2 separate regions of the Mus musculus genome follow, and region 2 is linked to region 1. Evidence: chromatin contacts called from public Micro-C data. All regions are on one chromosome and are shown on one strand. The core of a region is the stretch at or near the end of the contact, and the rest is flanking DNA. Distances in the headings are between cores, read along the strand shown. Region 1 holds the start of Ccdc85c (coiled-coil domain containing 85C). Region 2 holds the start of Dio3 (deiodinase, iodothyronine type III).

Region 1 (4,881 bases), core at 1-2,500:
GGCACATGAGGTGGTTTAGTAAACGGCTGAGTAACTGTAAAAGGGGGATGTCAGCTGCTGCGCGGGCACGCGCTCCAGGCCCGGGTAGCTTACCCCGGTTTGTGCGCGCGCAGAGTGGGTTATCTCCTTGTAGGTCCAGGGGAAACGCATCCTTCCCTCGGCCCGCTGGCTGCAGAAGCGCTGTTAAATGCGCTTAGGGGACGGGATTTATAGGTGTGGGAAGATCCGTATGCTCCGCAGCGATGCGGGGCGAGGGAAGAAGGTTCTGCGGTCGCTGAGTACCTATGGACCCCAGCTATCTGGCCAGGGTGGAAGACCTTCCCTCGCCTTTCTCAGGGGTTTCCACCTAGCGAACTGCATGTTCTTCCAATCCCAGGGATTTAGCGGTGTAGTGCGCGGAAGGGAAGGGCTCGGAGAACTGCTCTGGGAAAAGGGCAGGTCCTCGGCTCCCACCACGTCAGGGGAAGAAGGGAGAGAGATCTGGCCCTGAGATAAGGCTGGCAAGGCTCCACGGTCTTGGGCTAGGGGTGGGAAGACAGCCCCGCTGCAATATTAGGCAGGGACCCAGGTGGCTCTGGTCGGTGGCCCGGAAAGGGACAAAGACCAGCCCTGCCCGACCCCCCATGTCAGGGTCCTATTGTTCCTCCTCTCTCGGACTGTACCGAACTCTGGTGCCCCCGAGAGGGAGGGAGGGAGGGAGAGAGCTGTGCTCGCCGGGTGGGCATCTGTTTATTAAGGGTGAGAAAGGGAGGGTCAGGGACGCTGGCCGGATAAGGGACGCGTAAATTCGCGCGTCGCCTTTAAGGGAAGCCCTGCCCTACCTTTCCCACCGGTCCCCGCCACCCCCTAGCCCTACCTGCATTTTAAAACCCCTTGTAGTCCTGGGATTGGCCCAGGCCGCGTCCTCCGGGCGAAGAAACTTGAACCGGGAGTGTGGGGGGGAGGAGGGTGCAAGGCCCCGCGGTTGGAAGATACCATCTTTTCAGCCTCCCCGCGCGCGCCCCGCCCCTCCCGCACACCCCCGAACCTGGCCAATCAGACCTGTGGGAGGGCGGGACCGTGGCTCGAGCGCGCCTCTGGCAGGGCGCCCGGCGGGCCGGCGCACCGCGTAGGGGGACCTCGGGGGCCTGCCACTCCTCTGACCGCCTCCCTTTCGGAGGCGTGGCCCAACGGCGGCGCCCCGCCCCCTCTCCGCCCGGGGTGGGCGGGGCAGCTGGGGCTCCGGGAGCGGGGCCGGGGGCGGGCCTCCGCCTGCTGCGCCCGAGCTCGGAGAGCCGGGGCACCGCGGCCGCCGACGCAGCCACGGTCCCGGTTCCTCAGTCCTGAGGCGTGCGCGGGCTCTCGGGTGACCCCAGAGGGGGCCGCGGGAGGGAGCGCGAGGCGGCGAAGGGCGGGCCGCACGCGTCCCCAGCCGCCCCCCGCGCGCGCGTGGCCGAGCCCAGAGAAGCCCCGGCGCGGGGAGCGCCGGCCCGGCGCGGGCGAGGGCGATGCCGCGGTGACGGCCCCGCCATGGCGAAGCCCCCGGCGGTGGCGGCGGCGGCTGCAGCGGCGGCGTCGGAGGAGCTGAGCCAGGTCCCGGACGAGGAACTGCTGCGCTGGAGCAAGGAGGAGCTGGCGCGGCGGCTGCGGCGCGCCGAGGGCGAGAAGGTGGGCCTCATGCTGGAGCACGGCGGCCTGATGCGCGACGTGAACCGGCGGCTGCAGCAGCACCTGCTGGAGATCCGCGGCCTCAAGGACGTGAACCAGCGGCTGCAGGACGACAATCAGGAGCTGCGTGAGCTCTGCTGTTTCCTGGACGACGACCGGCAGAAAGGGCGCAAGCTGGCGCGCGAGTGGCAGCGCTTCGGACGCCACGCGGCCGGCGCCGTGTGGCACGAGGTGGCCCGCTCGCAGCAGAAGCTACGGGAGCTCGAGGCGCGCCAGGAGGCCCTGCTGCGCGAGAACCTGGAGCTGAAAGAGCTGGTGCTGTTGCTGGACGAGGAGCGCGCGGCGCTGGCGGCGGCGGGGGGCGCTGGCGGCGGCGGCGGCGGCGCGGGCTCCCGCAGCTCCATCGACAGCCAGGCCAGCCTGAGCGGGCCCCTGGCGGGGAGCGCAGCGGGCTCGGGGGCCCGCGACGTTGGCGACGGCAGCAGCACGTCCAGTGCGGGCAGCGGCGGCAGCCCGGACCACCACCACCACGTCCCAGCGGCTCTGCTGCCCCCGGGGCCGCACAAGGTTCCGGACGGCAAGGCCGGAGCCACGCGCCGGTCTCTGGATGACCTGTCAGCGCCGCCGCACCACCGAAGCATCCCTAACGGCCTGCACGGTAAGCATCTCGCCGGGATCGGAAGCCCATGGGTGTCTGTCGTGAAGCAGTAGTAGTTTCTGGAGACCTCACAGGTGCGGGGTGGGGGTGGGGTCGCACCTTCAGACCCTTCCGCAGCTGGCATAGCAAATGGAGCATTCGGCGTGGTGGTGTCCCTGTCTAGCTGATGCCGCAGAAAAAAGTTTCTCCTCCGCAGCTTTTTGTGTTACCAGCTGGCACTCTGGGGCTGTCGAGGGGTGTCTCTCATCCTACCCTGAAAACACTTGAGGGCAGAGGAGAGTTTTTCTTGGAAGACTATGAAAGGCCCCTAAGCTAAAGCAAGTGAATTTTCCCTTCTGGTTGGAGTCCCTCAAACTCACTTAGCACCCACGACTGCACTGTGCTGTGGCTGGCTTTCTCCCCTGCTTCCTTCCCAGCTGAATCTCCTCCTGGGCTGGGCTGGGCTGGCACACAATCACCCGTGCTGAGACCTTGACGAAGCTGGGCCAGAGTACCCTGGGCTAAGATAAGAGTCTTCCTGGCTTCCCATAAGTCCCGCAGTACTGGTTGGGACACCTTTCTCAGTTCGGTCTCTACAGTTTTCCCCAGAGGATATATTTGGAGTGGATTCCGACCTCTCCGTGTGCCTCAGTTTCCTTTCTTCCTTGCTTGTAAGTTGGAGAGGCTGATGGCCGCCTCACCGGGGTGTGAGGTGGAGATAGATAATGCCCCTGAAGAGATCTGTAAGCTTGATCGTCTTACAGGAAGTGCTGGGGTCATCTGTGGCCAGAGTGTGGGTTGGAAGCCGGCTCTGTCTTCCTCAACCTGTTGCTATTGACCCTACAGGAGGGTGTCCCCACCTAGGGTACTGTGGCTGTCCCTTCAGTGGCGATCTGGGCCCTGCAGCTTCCCTCCTGTCCTGACTACCATTTGCTGTGCTACTCCGTTTCCCCCACAGTTTTTTGGAGCTTGGCTCTCAGTGTTGATGGCACTTGCCTTTGCCTGAATTGTTCCCCTGGTAGCGAAGAGTAACTCGCCCTTTCTGTTCTCCTTAAAGCCTTTCTCCATCCATATACTGTCAAGGCTTAGAAGAACTTCTCTTCCCCAAACTCACTGCTGGAGCTGAGGACCAAGCTTTTTCTTGGGTTTCCTGGCCAAGCCCTCTGCAGGCATTTTGAGGCAGGAGCTGCAGTTCTCATGCAGGTCAGATAGAGGTTTCCCCTTTATTTACTCTCCAGAGCTTGTGAGTTCAGGAAAGGACTGGGGCTAAAGGGATATTTTGTTACTGATTAGCAATCTACCACAGCAACTCAGGTTTCTTTTTGTAACATTGCATCCACAGGGCCTTACCCCGACAGCTATTCACTCATGCTCTAGATGCCAAGTTCTAGTTTACTTTGGGGGAACGGACACCCCTCTTTACAGAGCTGGCATGCATCTCTTTGGCTTCACCTTCTTGGGGGGGGGGCTATTCACTCATGCTCTAGATGCCAAGTTCCAGTTTACTTTGGGGGAACGGACACCCCTCTTTACAGAGCTGGCATGCATCTCTTTGGCTTCACCTTCTTGAGGGGGGGGGCTCTGGGAGGGCCAGTGTTCAGGGTCTTGATTTCCCCAAGTGCATCATGAAGGAGGGGAATCTTTGCACTTAGGGAAACACAGGGCTGCTGGTTTTCAGCTATGTCATCAGTAACAGTGGTCAGGGTGAGTCTCCTCAGGACACTGTCTCGCTGAGTGTCTCCACCTCTTTGCAGACAGTCTTTTTTTTTTTTTTTTTTTTGCTAGGAGGTGTGGGTCTGGCCCAGAGTTGCAGTTGCAGTAGTGAATAATGCAGCAGAGAAGGAACTGGCCGGACTGGAGGTTTTCCACCCCTATTGGGGGTGGGTAGGGGCAGAAGTGTCCTGTTTCCTACAGACCCCACCCCCTCCGAGCGTCCTTGCACCAAAAACTGCTGCAGATTTTGTAGTAGCCAAGCTCTGCCTTGGCACAGACTGAGAACCCAGCATTGGCACTACTACAGACTTCAGCCACACACTGGATTGTTCTTTTTAGTTTTGTCTCTTGAAGTCAGTGGGTGGCGGCAAGGTATCCTCCCTTGATCGCGCACAGAATATTTCCAGGAAACAAGGGAAACTGGGCTTCCCTATACTGGGATCCAAAGCCTTCCTTGCCTTTGAAGAGCAGGGGGCTGAGCTGAGAGAGTCTAGGTGGTGCCCAGAGTGGAGTCGGACACTGGACTTGTGCCTTAGCACCTGGCCCGAATGCGCCCTTTACATACATGCATGGGGAGGCACAGAGAGGACCCCAGCCTTGTCTCGTTGGGGTCTCCACCAGGGCTATTGGGGGTTTCTGCCAAGGATGGCTTGAGGCTCTGGCAGTTGCCATTTTTGTTTTCCGGTTGGTTCAGGAAACGTGGCTGCCTCCCTGTTGTTGATTCCTCTCGGATGGGCCTTATCCCCTCCCGCTCTGGAAGTGTTCCTTCCTTATCGGTGAGCACAGAGTGGCTCATTGATAACCCAGTTATCCACAGGGTCTGGGCATCTTGACTCCCTCATGTATCTTGGGCAACATGGTTAATTTTGCCTCCCAGTCCTTCT
Region 2 (5,170 bases), core at 2,640-5,139, 2.0 Mb before region 1:
GCTTGAAGGCTGCTCACCCTCATTTTGTGGACATAAGGGAACCATACCTAGCTTTGGGGATGCCCATCCAGGCTGATATCTCTGGCTCTCCTGACCATGTGCTGTGGCACGGTTCAAACCTCAGTCATTGATTCAGAACTGTGGCAGGAGAGGCAGGGTGGGCAAAAAGTTAAAAGTTGAACTTCACAGGCAGGATCTGCCTTTGCTTTTAATGATCTGTATTTACACCGTCACGTCATGAGCAGGGAGGTAGTTACCGCTACTAGGTTGGTTTTTTTTTTTTTTTTCCTTCTGGCTTTTCTTTGTTTTCTGTAATAAGCTCACATTATTTTAATAAGAAAAGGTTTTCCTCTTTTTTTTTTTTCTTCAGGAAAGGAGGTGGGGAGGAAGAGTGGAGGAAGGAAGAGAAAGGGAAGGGAAGGAGGGAGGTTGAGGCTTTTTGGAGGCAGAGTCGGGCTTAAGAGGAGGGAAGGAGCCTCTGGGGTGCTCGGTGCAGATCTCTCCCAGCTGTGGCGTGGACTCCTGGGAAAGCCCAGTGACCTGAGAAGGGGTTACTCTCTGCGCCCTAGGAGAACCCTCAAGTGGCCAGTGGGGACCCGGATTAGCCGCCCCGAGCCTTTGCAAGGCAACTGTGTTCTTAGGGCGGGTCCTGCCCAGCTCCAGGCAGCGGCCTTGCTGCTTCTCTGTGTTTATTCTTCCTGAGGTTTCGGGATGAGAAGTGCGCGCGGGGGGGTGGGGGTGGGGTGGGGACGAAGAAATACCATCTGTGCTGATTTTTTCCCTTAAAAGTTATTTTTCAATTGAAATATTTTCAAAGCAAAAAAAAAAAAAAATCACCGATGTTAGGGTGTGAGTTCCAAGGGTTTTTCAAGGAGGAGCGGGGCGGGGTGGTGGGCGGAAGGGGAGGTGCCCGTGGAATCGGGGGATGACCTGGCTGGGCAGGGACCTGTCTTCCATCTATCCAGTCCCGTCCCTACTTTTCCACGAGCACTATGTCCCAAGATGCGTGCCTCACATCCTTCAGCCCGCCCCTCATCCCCCCACCCCCCACCCCCCACCTAGTCTGAAGGCCCTGGGCTAGCTGTTCTTTCATTCCCAGCCTCAACTCTGGCCTTAGGCCCCCTTCTCTGTTCATCTTACTTTTTCTGCTAAAATGTCATCAGCAAAACGAGATGCGGGGCGCACTGATCTCTTGTGTTCTGGGAGCTTCCTTCAACTCACTGAGCTGTATGGGGAAAGATCTAGGGCGAGCTTAGCGCTCGCGAGCGCCTGGCCATGGCTGCACAGGGATGGGTGCCAGCCGCCGCGCGACCTCCCTCCCCACCTTCCTCCACCCACATCTTTCTCATATTCCTTCTCTCCTCTGCTTTCCACCCCATAGCATGGTGAGGGGTGGGCGGCAGTGAGGTTTGGCTGAGGCTTGGTAAGCGGGTGTCCCGGGCACGAGAACACCCCAAGCACCCCCCCACCCAGATGTGGGAGTTGTGCCTGAGTAATGGAGACACTGGCCCTATGCGCCTTTCTGGTCGTACCTCCCAGCAACCTGGAGGAATGGTGGTAGACAATTCCACAGGTGCGACACTGCTAAGGAGGGCTGGGCCAGGGGTGCAATGGTAACCCAGGGGGCGAGCTTGGAGGTCCAGTCTCGCCTTACACAGCACCTTTCTCCCCATACCACCCAAAGCTGGGAAAAGTTAGACAGCGCTAAAATTGTCTTACTGCGCTCGCGCACCATAGCAAATGATCACCCCATTGCCTCACCAATCTCCTCATGGGTCTCTCATGAGTCTTCTTCTGGCCTGAAGTTCTCTGCGCAGGTGTGGCACGTGTAAGTGCATTTGCCATCCCAGGGAAACTCCTTCCTCCTCCGCCCATCTCCAGCCCCCCCCCACCCCTGCAGGACCTGGGTTCTTTCCCGTCCCTACTTTCCCCTAGAGTCACTATGGGGATGCCAGGGAGAAATTTGTGTTTAGTTCTTTTTGGTTTTTCAAAGACACGAGAAAATAAACGGACCAAAGGCAATCAGAGCAACTTCCTTCAAGTCTTTATTATTGTAGCTTAAAAGTTTATACACAAGGAATGTTTCCAACACAACATTCACTGATTGGTCTTCACCCCGCCCCACAACCCGCGCTTTCTGCCTAGGACTCCCAAGTTCTTCCCCTTCTCCTTGTCTTAGAACTAATCCCTTCTCCAAAAAGTTCTCGCATCCCTCCTGGGGACCTGCGAACCTCGCAGATTGATTCCCCAAGCCACTTCCTTTGGTCTCGAAGTCCATCCCTTACCATGTCCCTCTTCCACCCCTTTTTCGACGGTTCCCTGTGGAACCCAGAGCACTCTCCCCCTCTTACTTTAGGCGCTGTTTCGAGCCTCTCTGCAATTCAGAGCCGACCCGTGGTCAAGCCCAGTTAGAGGCGGTTCGTCATCAGCAGCCAGGGCTCCAGCGCACCCAAAGCTAGGCGGGGAAATTACCCTGCCCACCCTTTCCCTATCTCGAGCCCCTCCCCCAACCCAGGGATAAGAAATAAACACAAAAGCAGCAGGACTCCCTGCGCTCGACAGGTGGGTGCCAGGCAACTAGCTAGAGCCTGAGGCGCTGCTGGAACCCAGCTGCGCTCAGGGCGCGCGGGCGTGGCCAACAAGTCCGAGCTGTGAAATGCTGGGGACTTTCGCGCTTTGCCGAAGCAGCGCTGGAGACCTGGTGTCAGAAAGTCCAGCAGGTAAACTCCAGCAGGGACAAAGCTGTCAGTTCGAGCCACAGCAATGCTCCTGAGAGCAAGCCAAAAACGTACAAAAGGGAGTCACTATAGCAGAGTCTCAAGTTAGCCAGACTCAGCCTGAGTTCTGTGGCTGTGCTCATCTGTGTCATGGGGATCCCCCACAACCTTTGACTTTCTTTGGAGCATTTGCACGTGGGCTTCGAAGGCCCAGGAGACCCGGCCCACCAATTCAGTCACTTGTCCCTTGGTTATTTAGAATCGATGTGGCCTAGTACCATGCAACTGTTCATCATAGCGCTCCAACCAAGTGCGCAACTCAGACACCTGGTAACCGTCGGGGCCACGGCCTCCCTGGTACATGATGGTGCCACTCTGGATGACGTAGAGGCGCTCAAAATAGGCACCATATGCGGAACTGCTAGAGTTGGCCATAGTGTCCAGGACCAGAGCACAGCCAGGTGCACCTTGTTGTAGTACTCTCGCTGCGCTGACACGGTCCTCCAGGCTGCGGTGCTGGGGGATGACATAGGGTGAATCTGTGGTGACCCAGCCGTCGGATGGGTGGGCTTCCTCGATGTAGATGATAAGGAAGTCAACGTCGCGCTGGTACTTGGTGACCAGGCGCTGGAAGGCGCTCATCCGCGCCATGAACGGTGGTCAGGTACAGCTGCCAAAATTGAGCACCAACGGGCGGGTCCCTTGTGCGTAGTCGAGGATGCGCTGGCTCTGGAAGCCATCAGGTCGGACAACCTCCGAGTTGGGCGCTGGGCCACCCTCATGGGCTTGCTTGAAGAAATCCAATTTCTGGCCATGCCACACGGCTTTGAGAGAGGCCAGGGTGCACAGACGGTTGTCGTCTGATACGCATATGGGCGGGTCGTCAGGGGGCATCTCCTCGCCTTCACTGTTGAGCTCTACTTCGGGCTCAGGGTGGTCAGGATGGCGACGGCGCAGGAAATGCTTGCGGATGCACAAGAAATCTAAAAGCCAGAGCATGAAGGCCGTGCCTAGGAAGCGCGGGAACAGCACGAGGCACGAGGCGGTCTGGGCGCAGAGCCTCAGCGAGTGAAGCAGCAGAGAGCGGAGCATGGTGGCCGCGGGCCCCGAAGCCCCCGGGGGCCCTTCACCTTCTCCGACCACCAACCTCGAGGCGGCCTGGCGAGGCATCTGGTCCTCGGTGCTCTGGGAGCTCAATTTATAGTCAAAGCTTGAATTGGCGGGAGACTCCACCTCCGACCGGGGCCCGCCCCCTTGCAACTTGAGCCCGGAGGGATCACCCAGAGGCGCGGCCAATGCCCCAGAAATCTTGGGTCGAGGGCGGGCGCAGGCTGGTCGAGGGTGGAGCGGTGCGTCCCGGGGCTGGCAGGGGCGGGCCTGAGTCCCGCAGCCCGCTCTCAGGGGCGGGGGACCCCGAAGCCGCTGTGTCCAGGGACTAGGAGCCCGATCTCAGAGCCAAGCAGTCAGTGGTGGCAATGGTGTAACCCGCGCAAGCGCCTCGCACCTCCTAGGTCCCAGCGGGCGGGTCCCAGCCCGCGCCCTCTTCGCCGCGCACCTGAGCTGAGTTCCCCGGCGGCCGCAGCGCCGCGCCGGAGCTCCGGTTCGCTTCCCGCGCGCCGCCGCCAACGCCGCCCACGCTGCTGCTGCTCGTGCGGGGTCGCTGCCCAGGTACCGCGGGAGTCCAGGTCTGCGGCCGCCGCTCGGCCGGCCCCCGGCTGCAGCCCCGCCGGGGACGCGGGCCCGCGAGGAGGCAACTTTGGGTTCCCGCCGCCTTCCCCGCTCGCCCGCGGGCGCCGCTCGACTGCCGCAGCCCGTCCGCCCGCCTCCCGCGCGCGCTCACACTCGCGCCTCGCACACGGCCGCCCCCCGCACCGCCCCGCCACGCACACCGCGCTCCGCGCCCCCCGCCGCTGCCCGAGCTTGCCGCGCGCCGCCCCAGTCCGCGCCGCGCCCGCCCCGTCCCATCTCGCTCCCGCCGGACGCCGCGGTTCCCGGGTCAGCTGCCCCTCGGCTCCAGCCCGGAGGTGCCGAGGGCAGGGCCCGCGGGTGGGCTGGCGCCCAGCTCGGGAGACCCGGAGAGTCGCGGCAAGCGACGCCGGGCCTCGCCCTCGGCCGGCTCCGGGACGCCCTGGGCGCGGGGCGCTGCGGGCGCGGGGCGCGGGGCAGCGGGCGCGGGGCGGCGCCGGCCCCGGGCGGCTCTCCCACTAGGGGTAGCTGTTGCCTGAACGCGGGAGCGCTCCCCTCTCGCCGCTTGCCTCGCCCGGCGCAGCCCCGGCCGCCGGGCGCACCCGTCCCGTTCGTCCCCGGACGTTGCTCTCTGCCCCGGGAACGTCGAGACTGGAGCGCCCGAACTGAGCCACCTTCGCGAACTCGGAGCGCGGCGGCCCGACTCAACCGCGGAGGCGCCCGGACGCGTAAAGTGCGTACTTTCAACAGGGAACGTGTGCTGAGGC

What was found. A called contact is a pair of places that touch in the nucleus more often than the background predicts.
Region 2: a Micro-C map of embryonic stem cells shows a contact between it and region 1, with 3 times the contacts expected there. The contact joins the promoter of Dio3 here to the promoter of Ccdc85c in region 1. A contact is called at or near these places in 1 of 484 Hi-C or Micro-C datasets (embryonic stem cells) and 1 of 9 other capture datasets (embryonic stem cells).

The regions. Positions count from the first base shown.
Region 1 is chr12:108,271,762-108,276,642 of GRCm38.p6, reverse strand. Ccdc85c (coiled-coil domain containing 85C) reads left to right here and starts at 1,250. Exons shown (of 6, transcript NM_001159910.2): 1 at 1,250-2,305. The coding sequence starts at 1,510.
Region 2 is chr12:110,277,949-110,283,118 of GRCm38.p6, reverse strand. Dio3 (deiodinase, iodothyronine type III) reads right to left here and starts at 3,889. Exons shown (of 1, transcript NM_172119.2): 1 at 2,022-3,889. The coding sequence starts at 3,887. The coding sequence ends at 2,973. It overlaps Dio3os (deiodinase, iodothyronine type III, opposite strand), which reads left to right and starts at 5,051. Exons shown (of 4, transcript NR_002866.2): 1 at 5,051-5,136. It overlaps Mir1247 (microRNA 1247), which reads left to right and starts at 4,990; the gene lies at 4,990-5,071.